Linked DNA regions of Mus musculus: region 1 is linked to region 2. The links are chromatin contacts, called in public promoter capture Hi-C maps. All regions are on one chromosome and are shown on one strand. The core of a region is the stretch at or near the end of the contact, and the rest is flanking DNA. Distances in the headings are between cores, read along the strand shown. Region 1 holds the start of Edn3 (endothelin 3). Region 2 holds the start of Vapb (vesicle-associated membrane protein, associated protein B and C).

Region 1 (5,995 bases), core at 2,896-5,395, 1.0 Mb after region 2:
GCATCTCTGTCTTCACATGGGTCCTGGACAACTGGAGTGGGGGCTGTCCCTAAAGCTGTTTTCTGTCTGTGGAATTCATTCACCCAACTCAGCTGTCTTGTCTGGCCTCAATGGGAGAAGGAGCACCTAGCCCTGCAGAGACTTGATGTTCCAGGATGGAGGGATACCTAGATGGGCCTCTATTCTCTCAGAGGAGAAGATAAGGGGGTTGGGGAAGGGACTGGGCAGGGGCAGCAATCTGCATGCAAAATAAATAAATAAATAAATAAATAAATAAATAAATAAATAAAAGTTTTAGGGCCTCGTTGACCCCCAGGCTTCCTTGAACTGAGGATTCTCCTGCCTCTCTCAACATGTTGAGCAGCTGGGCTTACAGGCTGCATCACTAAGTCTGGCTTGTGATGGGTTTATTTCACGGAATCAAATTTGTGACGTACATTGCCTTTAAAGCAAGACATCTGGAGCTGTGGGTAGGTCTAAGGATGAACTATCATGACTAGGGGATACAAAGCTAAGCTTGCAGAACACGGAAAGGGACTTAATTCTCCGGCTTCAGAGAAAGTCCCAGGCATCCACTGCTCTTTCAAATGGGTGGAGGAAGAAATTTTAGGATAATGGAAAACTACAAAATATATTTTGTCCCTGTCTCTTAAATCCCCTAAATTTAAGGGAAAACAATCTTCAAAAGAGTCATAAAGTACAGGCAGGGGTCACTGGAGGGGACGCTTAGCTGAGATAAACTGCAATGTTCTCAACCCTGGGTTTTGAATCAACCCACGAGAGCTACAGTGTCAACGCGACGGTCACACATCTGCCACCTGGGAAGAAGCAGATGCATGAGAGAGCGGCGGAAGCTTGCCCTTGGCGGAGGCTTGCCCTTGGCGGAGGCTCAGCAGTGTCCTGAGAGATGAAGGTTCTTGGGACACACAGTGATGGTACCCAAGGAAGATCAAGGAACACTGGCAGACCTCAGAGGAGAGAGGACTGTTTATTATTGTCCTCTGAGGAGACACGTGGCCACGATTCCCCATCATAGCCTCTCAGAAGAGATGCTGAGAATCAGGAAACTCGAGGTGCAGAGTCGGTGATTGGCCTTCAGGAGCACACTGGATAGAATGAAATCGAGTATCAACTCAGGGTACGAGCTCAAGAGCTAGCACCACTTAATGAGTGTGAACTCTGCCCTGGAATGAGTTAGTACTGAATTCAAAACTGAACTCTGATAAGTAACAGGGCTGTGATGGGAGGCCAGATAGTCTAAACATTTTGAACCAAATAAAACCCTTACTGCTGGTTCAGAGCGGAACAGTGTGGATTTCAGGCCCAGCTGGATCCAGGAACTTAAATAGTACATCAAAGCTTAAACCCACTGTCTTTCTCTTGAACTCCACTTCCTCTATGTTGAGGTTGATCATACTCAGCCTGTTTTGTGTCAACATTGCCTCCCAGGACCTGCCGATATCTTCTCTATCACAACACTGAATGGAGAACTCTCTTAAGAGCTCTAGTCAAGATCTTGAAACTGACTAATTTACCCAAAATGGTCAAAGGTCTAATCCAGACTTGAACTTGTGGCCAGAAAGTTGTGTCTTCTTTGTGTCAGCTTCCCAGATCTCAACTGCATCCTATGTTAAAATTTCAGACTCATGGGGTTACAGAGGACCCACCTGAACCAAACGGGGAGCAGGGCCTGCGAGAGACACTACTAGGTGTAGCTGTAAGGGAGCGAGATGAAGCTGGCGTGGACAGTAAACAAGGCCAACCAATATGGCCTTCAAGGTGACTGTTAGTAAGTCCGTGGCTGTTTTGTCAGTGGTATCGCTAGTGGGGTCCAAGGGGTGGAGGGAAGACCAATTGGTCCGTGTTCCCCATCACAGACCTCCAAGTTATTTACAGTACAAGAGAGTAGGGATAAAGCTTTTGATAGCCCAAGGCAGAACTTCCTAAGTCTCTCTAGATCATCCAGTTCCCAGAAATAGATGGCTAGCTTGGTGAAATTCTTTCTACTACTTTGTCAGAATATATTAAGTGTTTTGCTAATTTCCCCAGATTCTGAAGGTCGATTTCCAAAAGACGATGTGACTCTCTCTTCCCAATGCCAACTCTCTGGTGATAAGCATCACTCTGTCAGGGACACTGCAGTCAGCTGGTCCCTGGCACTTTCTTCTGGCCTCCTCACCTGGTTTTGTGGTCCATTCACTAGAGTTCACCCCTGTTTCCAGGAGTTGGTGGCAGGCAAAGCAGCTTTGTGATTTTACCACACCACCAAATCATCTGAGCCACGAATGAGTTACATCATGTTCCAATTCAGATTACTTCTCTTTGATTTAACAAAATTAATTTAGAAAGGAATGTTCTATCTCTACCACACAAGGAAAGCCAGCATTGATTGCCATAAATAAACAATGAGCACACAATTAAGAGTAGAGTACAATGTCATTAAGTCCCAGCTGGACTCCAGTCCTGCCCAGAGCCCAGCCACTGACTGCTCTCCTTGGCCACAGAGAGAGTAGTGCTGGCTAGAACATTATTGAGAACGGCCCCACTGTTCTTTTGGAACAGCAACAAGAGCAGAATAGGAAAGAAAAGGCCTCTGGAATTTCTACAATGTATCCAAGTCACTTTAAAGACCAGAGTGCATTGCGGCACAGGACTTTAATCCCAGCACTCGGGAGGCAGAGGCAGGCGGATTTCTGAGTTCGAGGCTAGCCTGGTCTACAAAGTGAGTTCCTGGACAGCCAGGGCTATACAGAGGAAACCCTGTCTCGAAAAACCAAAAAAAAAAAAAAAAAAAAAAAAAAAAGACCAGAGTTCTGCCTCCCCTGAGGGCCACCTGCCTCCTCTCTGCCCTCTGTACAGTGTCTTTTACTCTTAACCCTGATTCTCCACCTTTAACCTTCCTTATCTCAGCTGGAGTGAAGACCCAGGGCACACGTCCATCCAGGCAGTGTTTGCTTTGGCCACACCCACAGAGACCAGTGAAGACAACTGGGCTGTCAGTGCCCTCGACGATGGCAGATGGGTATTTTAATGGCAAGGAAAGAGAGAATAATAGATACTTCTCTTGACCTGGTGAAATCCAAGATGATTGTTAGGAGGTGGCACCTTGGAGGTGTCAGGTGGTAATAGCTAACCGGAGCACCGTGGCCTTCTACCACAATCCACCATTAAAGAAGAGCCATCCATGAGCCATGATAGACACCGGACATACTTGGACGTCCAAGACCTCAGAACTGGGAGCAGTATCTTTCTGTGTATGAGCCTTCAGTCTAAAGTGTCTTGCGACACACAGCAGTTCAAACCAACTGGCCTTTAGCTGGACTCCTTGGAGGCAGGGGCATTAGTCTCTTTCTACTTACCATCTGCTTTCTCATTTGCTGTGAGGCCTCAGTTTCCCTTCACATAGGATTCCCCATGGGACCACTTTGCCTGACTGGTTGGGGCTTCTTCTAATGACAAGTGTACCCCTTTCATGGCTTGCCTCATGAGAGCCACCTGGGCCACCTCTTTGGATTCTACTTTTTAGAATGCCAATCATTAGAAATATTGGCAGGGGGAGGAATGGCTTTGAAACCCACATTTTATGACAATAGTCAAAGGTTTGTAGACTCATTAAACTACCGCAGTGCCCTGAAAAGCAACACTTGTATGACTTTTGGAGAGAGGCCCCTCACTAAAGGGGCCAGTGAGGAAATAGGGCTCCCCCGAAACCGCTAACTCACGTTGAGTGGAATCTTTGTGACTTTGCTCTGGTCCTACAGCCCCACCTGTCACTTAGATCTTCCAGAGTCAGGGAGCTGGCTCGGGCACCCATGAATCAGAAGAGTAAAGTACACCCAGGGCCGTGGCACAAGGGCCCTCGGCAAGGGTAAGACCATTGGTGAATAGAACTTTTCCTTTAGACTGACTTCAAAGGAACAAGAAGCCAGCAGCCCTTCTGTGCAGCCCTTTCATGGTCTTGGTGCTCTTGGGGTGGGGGTGAGGTTGCTTTGGGCTGGGCAGGGGGTTTCAAGTGTGAGTCTATGTGTAAGTGAGCAGTGTGAGCACCGGCAGAGTGTGGCCTTCAAGCAGCTGTTCGGGCCTTCACCCTACCCCATCCACCCACGGGGAGCGCGGCGTCCCCGCCTCTCTCTACCCCTGGGTAAGCCTGGGGCGAATGCGCCTCTGGTCAGCTCCCCCCCTGCGCTTGCAAAGCGACCCCCGTGAGCCCCGGGTTCAAAGGCCCAGCGCGGCAGTTCCAGCCCCTCGGAGGGGCGGGGAGGCGAAGGGGGTGGTGCGGGAGCCAGAAAAGCCTGAGCCACAGCCGGCCAGCCCTGCGCAGGGATGGGCAGCGCGCTCTGAAAGTTCGTGACCGCCTCAGCCAAGTAACTCTGAGCCGGGACGCGCAGCTCAGGCAGCGACAGGACTCGAAAGCTGTAGCCAGTCTCACTACCCTTTTGCGGTCACAAGCGGCCACCCTCCAGGCCCGGTGCTCCCGCGCCTGATCGGGGTTCATGGAGCCGGGGCTGTGGCTCCTTCTCGGGCTCACAGTGACCTCCGCTGCAGGTAAGCGGGAGGGGCGGGGCGGCGCTCCTCTCCACGCGGGAGTGCACACAAAAGGAAGCCAGGCGCGGGTCTGTGTTGCGGGGAAGCTGATAAGTCTGGCTTTACACCCTGAAGTCTCCCAGGGGCGGGTAGAAGGGCCTGAAGACATAGCGATAACTTCCACTGGGTCTGGGGGTTTTCAGTTTGGGAGACTTTCTTTGGGCACTTTTCAGAGACTATACAAAAATTTTTTTGAGTTTTACCCAGTGAAGAACAAATAGCTTTCAGATTTCACAGGGACTGCAATAACTCTCAAGTTTTTACTGAATGTGCACGGAGCTTTGTAAACTTTTTAAGGCATTTGGCTTAGTTTGGAGACTTGGGGAAAATGCAACCAGCCTCCTCCAGACATTGCAGAAGTTTGGTTGAGTCTCATTCTGGTTTGGGGGGCGGGGTAGTGGGTGCCAAGAACTCTGTGTCAGCAGCTTAGGAGCCCTTCAATCCTCCTCCTGCAGGACTTGTGCCTTGCCCCCAGTCTGGGGACTCTGGCAGAGCCAGTGTGTCCCAGGGTCCCCCTGAAGCTGGATCAGAGAGGGGCTGTGAAGAGACTGTGGCTGGCCCTGGTGAGAGGATTGTGTCCCCAACAGTTGCACTGCCTGCACAGCCTGAAAGCGCTGGGCAGGAACGGGCACCAGGCAGGTCTGGGAAACAAGAGGACAAGGGGCTGCCTGCACACCACCGCCCTCGCCGCTGCACGTGCTTCACTTACAAGGACAAGGAGTGTGTCTACTATTGCCACCTGGACATCATCTGGATTAACACTCCTGAGTGAGTTGGCCTAGGGGTTTGGGGGAGGAGTGTGGCTCTGTGCCAGGCCTAAGGCTTCAGGGGTTTTTGCTCAGACCTCAGCCCACCTCATTCAGATCCCTGAATCTACCACAGTGCAGCATTCAGCTCCTGCAGTGGCTCCAGGCAGCATGACTCCTATCACAGGCCAGGGGCAACCCACCTCCCCTCTGAGAACCTAGTTACAAAGAAACTCAGTGCTGGATTTGAGATGTGGTGGGGTGGGACTTTAGATGCTCACAGAGTTCTATGCTCCTACCCCAGAGGCTCGTTGGGCTGAGCCTTCCTCCTAACTCTTTGGAATCCCTTAAGAGCAGCTTTGGGGTGGGGGCAAAGTAGGAAGGTAGGCTTGGCAGACCCAAATGATATACATCCCTTGAAATGGCTTCTTCCGTTTCTGCCCATCTTGGATGCCAAGCCAGAGTGACACATGTGGCTCACATGGCTGCCATTCCCCAGGGCTAACCCCAATGTCCACAGCCATGGCCACAGAGGGCCTCTCTGTTCAATCTTAAAATCTCTCACAAATACCTAGTACCAGGTGCTGCTGTATTTAAGTGTCTCTAGGTGTCACCTTTGATAAGAGGCACCCTCCCCTGGAACCATAGAGAAGGTTTCTCTGTTT
Region 2 (6,207 bases), core at 3,591-6,090:
ATTGTCAAGAATACAGGTGTGCAGTGAAGACGCACAGTCAGGAGCACAGGTGAACGGATAGCAGGAGCAGAGGCACACAGCTGTGAGCTCAGCTGCTCGGAACAGGAATATAGGTGCACGAGCAACAACACAGTCTCATGGCCAGAAGCACAGACCATGGGCAGAGAGTAGAGATGTAGAAGTCTGGTCACCAGGTCTAGGGATGCTTCTCAAGGTGGGACATTCCCCTGAGAAGGTGTCATCACAGCAGTGGTTCTGGAGTAATGAAGCAGGCACCCAGAGGACAATATCCTTCCCTTGTGCCCCTGCCTGCTCAGTGGGTCTGTTTACAAAGCGGCCTTTGTGGCAGGTAGCTCAGGTTCCGTATGACCTTCCTTTCTCTCAGACTGGTCTGGGTACTGTTATTGCTGAGTACCTAGAAAGCCAACACCAAAGCTATGTTATGCCATGCCTTAGGGGAGGGGGAGGAGAGTATGAAGTCTGTTACAAACCATGTGGCCAAGCAGATAGATAAAGGGACACAGCAGAGCTTGTGGGCGTGCAGTAAGTGACAAATGAAAAACTATCTGAGAGGGTTACCTGCAGTCGAAGGGACAACAAGCCACCAACAGAAAGGTCTAGAATTGTCTGCAATCTGGTCAGGGTGGAATCCAGAGGCCTGGGCTGGATGCTCTAGGATACTACCTAGCATTCAAGAGCCTCCTGTAACAAACAAACGAATGAATGAATGAAAGGGAAGGGAAGGGAAGGGAAGGGAAGGGAAGGGAAGGGAAGGGAAGGGAAGGGAAGGGAAGGGAAGCGAAGCAAAGCAAAGCAAAGCAAAGCAAAGCAAAGCAAAGCAGACCAAGCAAGCAAGCGTATGGACCTGAGGGTAGTGGTCTAAGACTATGATGTCTGCTCTCATGAGGCTGAGGCAGGTGGATCAAGAATTTGATGCAAACCTGGATTATGAAGTGGGATCTGGGCCAACTGAGGTACACAGCAAGACCAAGTCCAATCACAGTGATGACAGTGTGCTATCTTCAGAGTCATGAAGGCTGGCATAAAAAACTGGGACGTTTTACCTCTTCCCTCTCCCCCCCGCCCCCGTCCCTCCCTCACTTATTTACTCTATCAAATGCCAATAATAAATGTCTTATGCTGATACTTGTGACACTGTACCTAGATATGAGTACAAGAACTTTAGCATGGCCACATAGAAGTTTCCTGAACGACAGAAGGCACCTCAGTACATCCTAGCCTTGCTTTCCAGATTCTGCTAATGACGTCTGGACTCATTTTATAAGTTGCTATCGGGAAAACAACCTACAGTTTCAAAAACATCATAAATAAGAATGCCAACCGGAACTCCAGATGTTGAGAGTGAGGCGCTGAGGCTGAGGTGGCATTTGAAAGCGATATTGTCACACACGCTGCACAATGGATGAGCCCTGAGGGACCTCATGCTGTCAGCAGTGGTGGCAGGGAGACACAGGCCAGCACTGCTGCCAGCAGCCTGAAGAGCTTTCTCTCCCTCAGAGACCTCTGCTCAGGTAAAGCCATATGCTTGACAATGGCACTGAAAAGAATCTCAAGATGAGCCAAGCTAAAGGCAAAGTCAATAAGTTTATTAAGTATTTAGACAGAATCATAGGAAAAAGGCAGTGTACACTCGAGGCATGGGTGTGCGCTTCTCAAGAGAGTTCTCTTAGAAGGCCTGAAACTTGCTCTGTAGACCAAGAGGACCTTGAATGCAGGCTGGCATGCCCCCCCACCCCCACCCACATGTCTGGCAACACTTAGGTGGCTTCACAGTGGCTGTGTATGTGATCTGGTGGTTTTAAGTTGCATTCTTCAAAGGAAGCAATTTATTACAAGGTTTAGAGATTAATAGAGCTTGAAACTAAGTAAAAAGCCTTATTTGGATTGTGCTTTGCGTCAGTGATGCCCTAAGGGGCCATCTGAGGTGCACTGTTCCAATTAAGGGATGTGAGAGGGGTGCCCCTATGGTAGGACTCACTGTTGCTAGGTTTTTTTTTTTTTTTTTTAATCCTTGTCTGAGGTGCGTTCAGGGAAACACACATTAGCTCTCTGGCTAGCTTGGCTCATCCTGTGAAACAGAGTCCTTGCATAGAAGCTGTTTCTCCCAAAAATGATTGACTAGGCAGACATGCAGTAATGAGGAGAGGTGGGAAGGTTGTAGATCCAGAGCCAATCACCGAAGGCCATCTTATGCCTCCCGATAGCCATCTATTGTTCTCTTCTGCACCTGACCTAACATCTCTGTGACCACTGGTTAAGCCTTATGAACATATGAACAGACCCCTGGCTTCTACCAATCAAAGGGCTGAGAATGCCGTCAGACAGTATCTATGGCCAGTATAGAATTACCCAGTTTGCTGCAACCCACCTGCCTGATGTCCTCACATATGTATTTGAAAAGTATTATTTTTAAAAATCCATAGGGTTGCTACTTCATTGGAATATGGAATTTGGGAAGAGCTCCATCTACATTGCCCTGCCATGGTCACTTCCGTTAGGTTCAGAATAATTACCTCCTTTAGTCCTCTCTGGAAGGGGCCATTGCCTTCACTGACCATCAGTTGTTTGGAGGTACTTTGACTTTTAGTCAGCAAATTATGTCCCAGGGTGGGTGGGAGGGTTCCTTTCCTTCACACATTCCCTTAGCTGCCCCTCCACCCCACCCCATCCCTGTCCGATCTCAGTGCTAAGTGACCCGTCTTCTGTCAGGTGCCTAGAGCACTCAAATCCGGAGACAGAAAACAGAATGATGAACGCCAAGGATGGGCTCTGGAGAGAAATGCAAATTATCATTTAAGAGATGTGGAGTTTGGGCTTTGCAAGGTGAACCTTTGGGATGGGTGAGTGAGTTGGTTGCAGGCAACAGGAAAATGGTGTTACTGGGCCACAGTCTTGAAAATGGCCATTGTTAGGTGTAATTTACAACAACAACAACAGAGTGACTTGAGGCCACCCTGGTCTCTATATCGTGAGTTCCAGCTAGCCAGTGCTACATAGTGAGCCCCTACTTCAAAGACAAAATAGAATTAGAGACTAAGTTGACAGCTCAGCTGGTAGTGCTTGGTTATCATGCAGCCTTGGACCAACTTCAGCCCTGCATGCACTGGGTATGAAAGCTAACACCTGAAATTCCTCATTGGAGAGGTGGAGGCAGGAGAATGAAGGCTATCCTCGGCTACAGAGTGACCTCAAGGTCAGATTGGAATATAAGAGATCCTGTCTCAAAAACAAAGCAAACAAGCAACAACGGAAAGAATAAAAGTAAGAAAAATATTGACTGAAAAGCTTTGAGCTTGATGAAAGATTCTCAATCAGCAAATTTAGAAAGCCCAAAGAGTTCAAAGTACAACAAACGCAGAGACAGTGTGGCAAAACACAGAGCAGAGTGGGCGCACGCCTTTAATCCCAGCACTCGGGAGGCAGAGGCAGGCAGATTTCTGAGTTCGAAGCCAGCCTGGTCTACAGAGTGAGTTCCAGGACAGTCAGGGCTACACAGAGAAACCCTGTCTCAAAAAACCAAAAAACCAAAACCAAAAACAAAACAAAACAAAACAAAACTAGACTGAGGGAAACCTGAGTTTCCTTTAAAAGCACAAGGCGTATAATGGAGCAGTGGGTGACTATGATGAACTGAAGCCCTAAAATCTCAAGAAAGCAGAACAAAATGTCATAAAAGCTAGACTTTCATAGATTCAGTACACATGAAGCAGTAGTAGCAGAACACAAGGAAAGAACAGATGGAGAGGAAAACAATCCTGAAGAGCAAGAAATGAGAGGCCAAAAGAAACAGTACATCTAATGGGAAAACCAACGTAAAGCAGCAGAAATAAACCCAGGTACACCAACAAATACAATAAGTATAAATGGATTAGATGCACAAGCTAAAAGACAAAGACTACCCCTTGGAAACTTTTATTATGAAAATAACTTCAGGTGTATAGAACATGGGAAGTACATGAACAACATGGATATTCCTGCCATATAGAGTCATGTGTACTCTTCACACGAATGTTTGATGAGGAGGCTATGAAGGTCTATTTTACATAGTATACGTTACACAATGAAATACTAGTCACGTGCCAATGGGAACATACAGGGCTTATTTTGGGTATCAGACAGAGCTAGGCTCTCAGTTACTTTTAGTCATGTGATTTATGTGTGTAACTAATTTATTCTCTCAGTGAGGTCCTAGCACGGTGTGAAGCAGGTCGTTTTCTGGTTATTGTATTTCTAAATATTTCTTGCATAAACAAGTAATGCTATCAGCAAATGGTTCAGTGCAGCGCTTTGCGGTTTGGTAAACACTGAATGCAGAATAGCTTTTATTTATGACAGTTACTGAAAGCATTCAGCGGAGTGGCACGAAATAAGCAAACAATAATTGCCAGTTTATTATATTTATAATTGTTATTTATGAACTGTCACAAGGCCTGGCACATATCACTAACCCGTAAACATTGTGTTTGTAAGAATAATAAGTACTTTATTATATTCAGGCTCAGTAGAGCCTGGCACCACACGTGCGGGAAGAAAGTGGAAGTTTATTCTTGTTAATTATTATTATTAAGTAAAGCACTTAACAACAGTTCTCCCCGCAGGCGCTTACTGAACAGTCTCACTGGAGACCGCCCCTCCTCCCAAGCCTCGAGAGGCCACGCCCCCTGTCTCGGAAGCTCCGCCCTCTACCGCCCGGTCTGTGCCTGCGCAGTGGCCCTGAACACCCTGCGCATGCGCAGTCTCCCTTTTGTCGCTGGAGCCGCTGGCCACTGCCGGAGCCCGGCATCTGCTACGTACGTGCGTACGTGCGTGCGTCGGGGCGTGCGTGGGTACGTCGTGCGTGCCGTGAGCTCGCCCGGCACCGCGGCCTCGCCCTCCGCCCCTGCGCCCCGCCACCCAGGCCGCCGCCCCCCGCCCGCGCCGTCGCCCCCGACGGGGAGGACCATGGCGAAGGTGGAACAGGTCCTGAGCCTCGAGCCACAACACGAGCTCAAGTTCCGAGGTAAGCGGCCGGCCGGCCCGGGAGCTGTCACTCAGCGGCCGGTGCCGGAAGGGACGCGCCCTGAGGGCAGGACACTGTCCGCTTGAGGCCCGCATGCACCAGGCGTCTAATGCATGCATGTGGAGTCAGTGCATGGAAACGGTTTGCCTGAGTACCCTTCCATCAGCTCCCCCGAGGCAGCGAGCTGCCGGGGTTACAGCCCACGAAGCCCGTGCACACTTTCTGTGTAGTACACTTTCTGTATACATCTGTGTGTAAAGGTGCATGCCCAGGTGATTAAAAAGGTGCACGTAGACAAATATATATGCATGGTATACGCATGTTATAGATAGTGTGTATACATACATGTGCGTACATATATGTACATACACACACACAAGTGTGTGTGTATGTACACATGAATGTTTCCATTCACTAATTTTAAGGGCCACGAGGCAACAGGGTCCATGCCCAGCCTGTTCCTTGCTTCGTTGCATGTTTGAGTCATGAGATTGGGCACAGGAGGCCTATAAAGTTCAACAACCAGTAAGCAAGATGGCAGAATACAGTGGTAAGCACTAGGAGGAAGAGGAAGAAACTGGACTCTATGAAGGTGTACTTGAGGTTGGCTGATATGATCCTCTGTGTATTGCCCACGTGTAGCCCACAGCTGGCACACACGATTTTGGGTGGCCGAGAGTCACCCGTTTCTCCACCGCTGGGAAGTAACGTAGGATCACAGCTCTTATCTAGTTGTCGCATTTGAGTTCTGATTTCAGACGTTCAGATACTTAGCCACTGTACCCACAGACTCTTGGGAAATGCTTCAGATCTGTGGCTGTTCACCTTGCCTTCCAGGTTCAGAGTGTGCAGTGTGACTCTTACAAGGAAGCAGAGGCCGTCCAGTCAACCTGAAAACAAAAACCTTAGGCAGCCTAACACAGGGCTGTGGAGATGGTTCACCGGATAAAGAGCTTGCTGTCAAGGCTGAGGACTTTAGTTCAATCCCTGAGTCCCACATGGTCAAAGGAGAGAACCGACTTGTGCACATTGTCCGCTGACCCCAACAGGTGCAGCCTGGCACACTTGTGAACAAACACACAGACACATACACAAAAAAATTTCAATAGAAGCATCGACTTAAATGTGGACCCTCGTCACCAGAGGTTCCCCCACTTATCGGGATCCCACTTGTTAGCGACAAGGAA

What was found. Promoter capture Hi-C pulls out the DNA fragments that hold promoters and counts their contacts.
Region 1: a contact with region 2 is called in a promoter capture Hi-C map of hematopoietic stem and progenitor cells, with 2.9 times the contacts expected there. The contact joins the promoter of Edn3 here to the promoter of Vapb in region 2. A contact is called at or near these places in 2 of 39 promoter capture datasets (embryonic stem cells and hematopoietic stem and progenitor cells).

The regions. Positions count from the first base shown.
Region 1 is chr2:174,756,474-174,762,468 of GRCm38.p6, forward strand. It overlaps Edn3 (endothelin 3), which reads left to right and starts at 4,146. Exons shown (of 5, transcript NM_007903.5): 1 at 4,146-4,545; 2 at 5,040-5,352. The coding sequence starts at 4,494.
Region 2 is chr2:173,732,731-173,738,937 of GRCm38.p6, forward strand. It overlaps Vapb (vesicle-associated membrane protein, associated protein B and C), which reads left to right and starts at 4,841. Exons shown (of 6, transcript NM_019806.5): 1 at 4,841-5,020. The coding sequence starts at 4,963.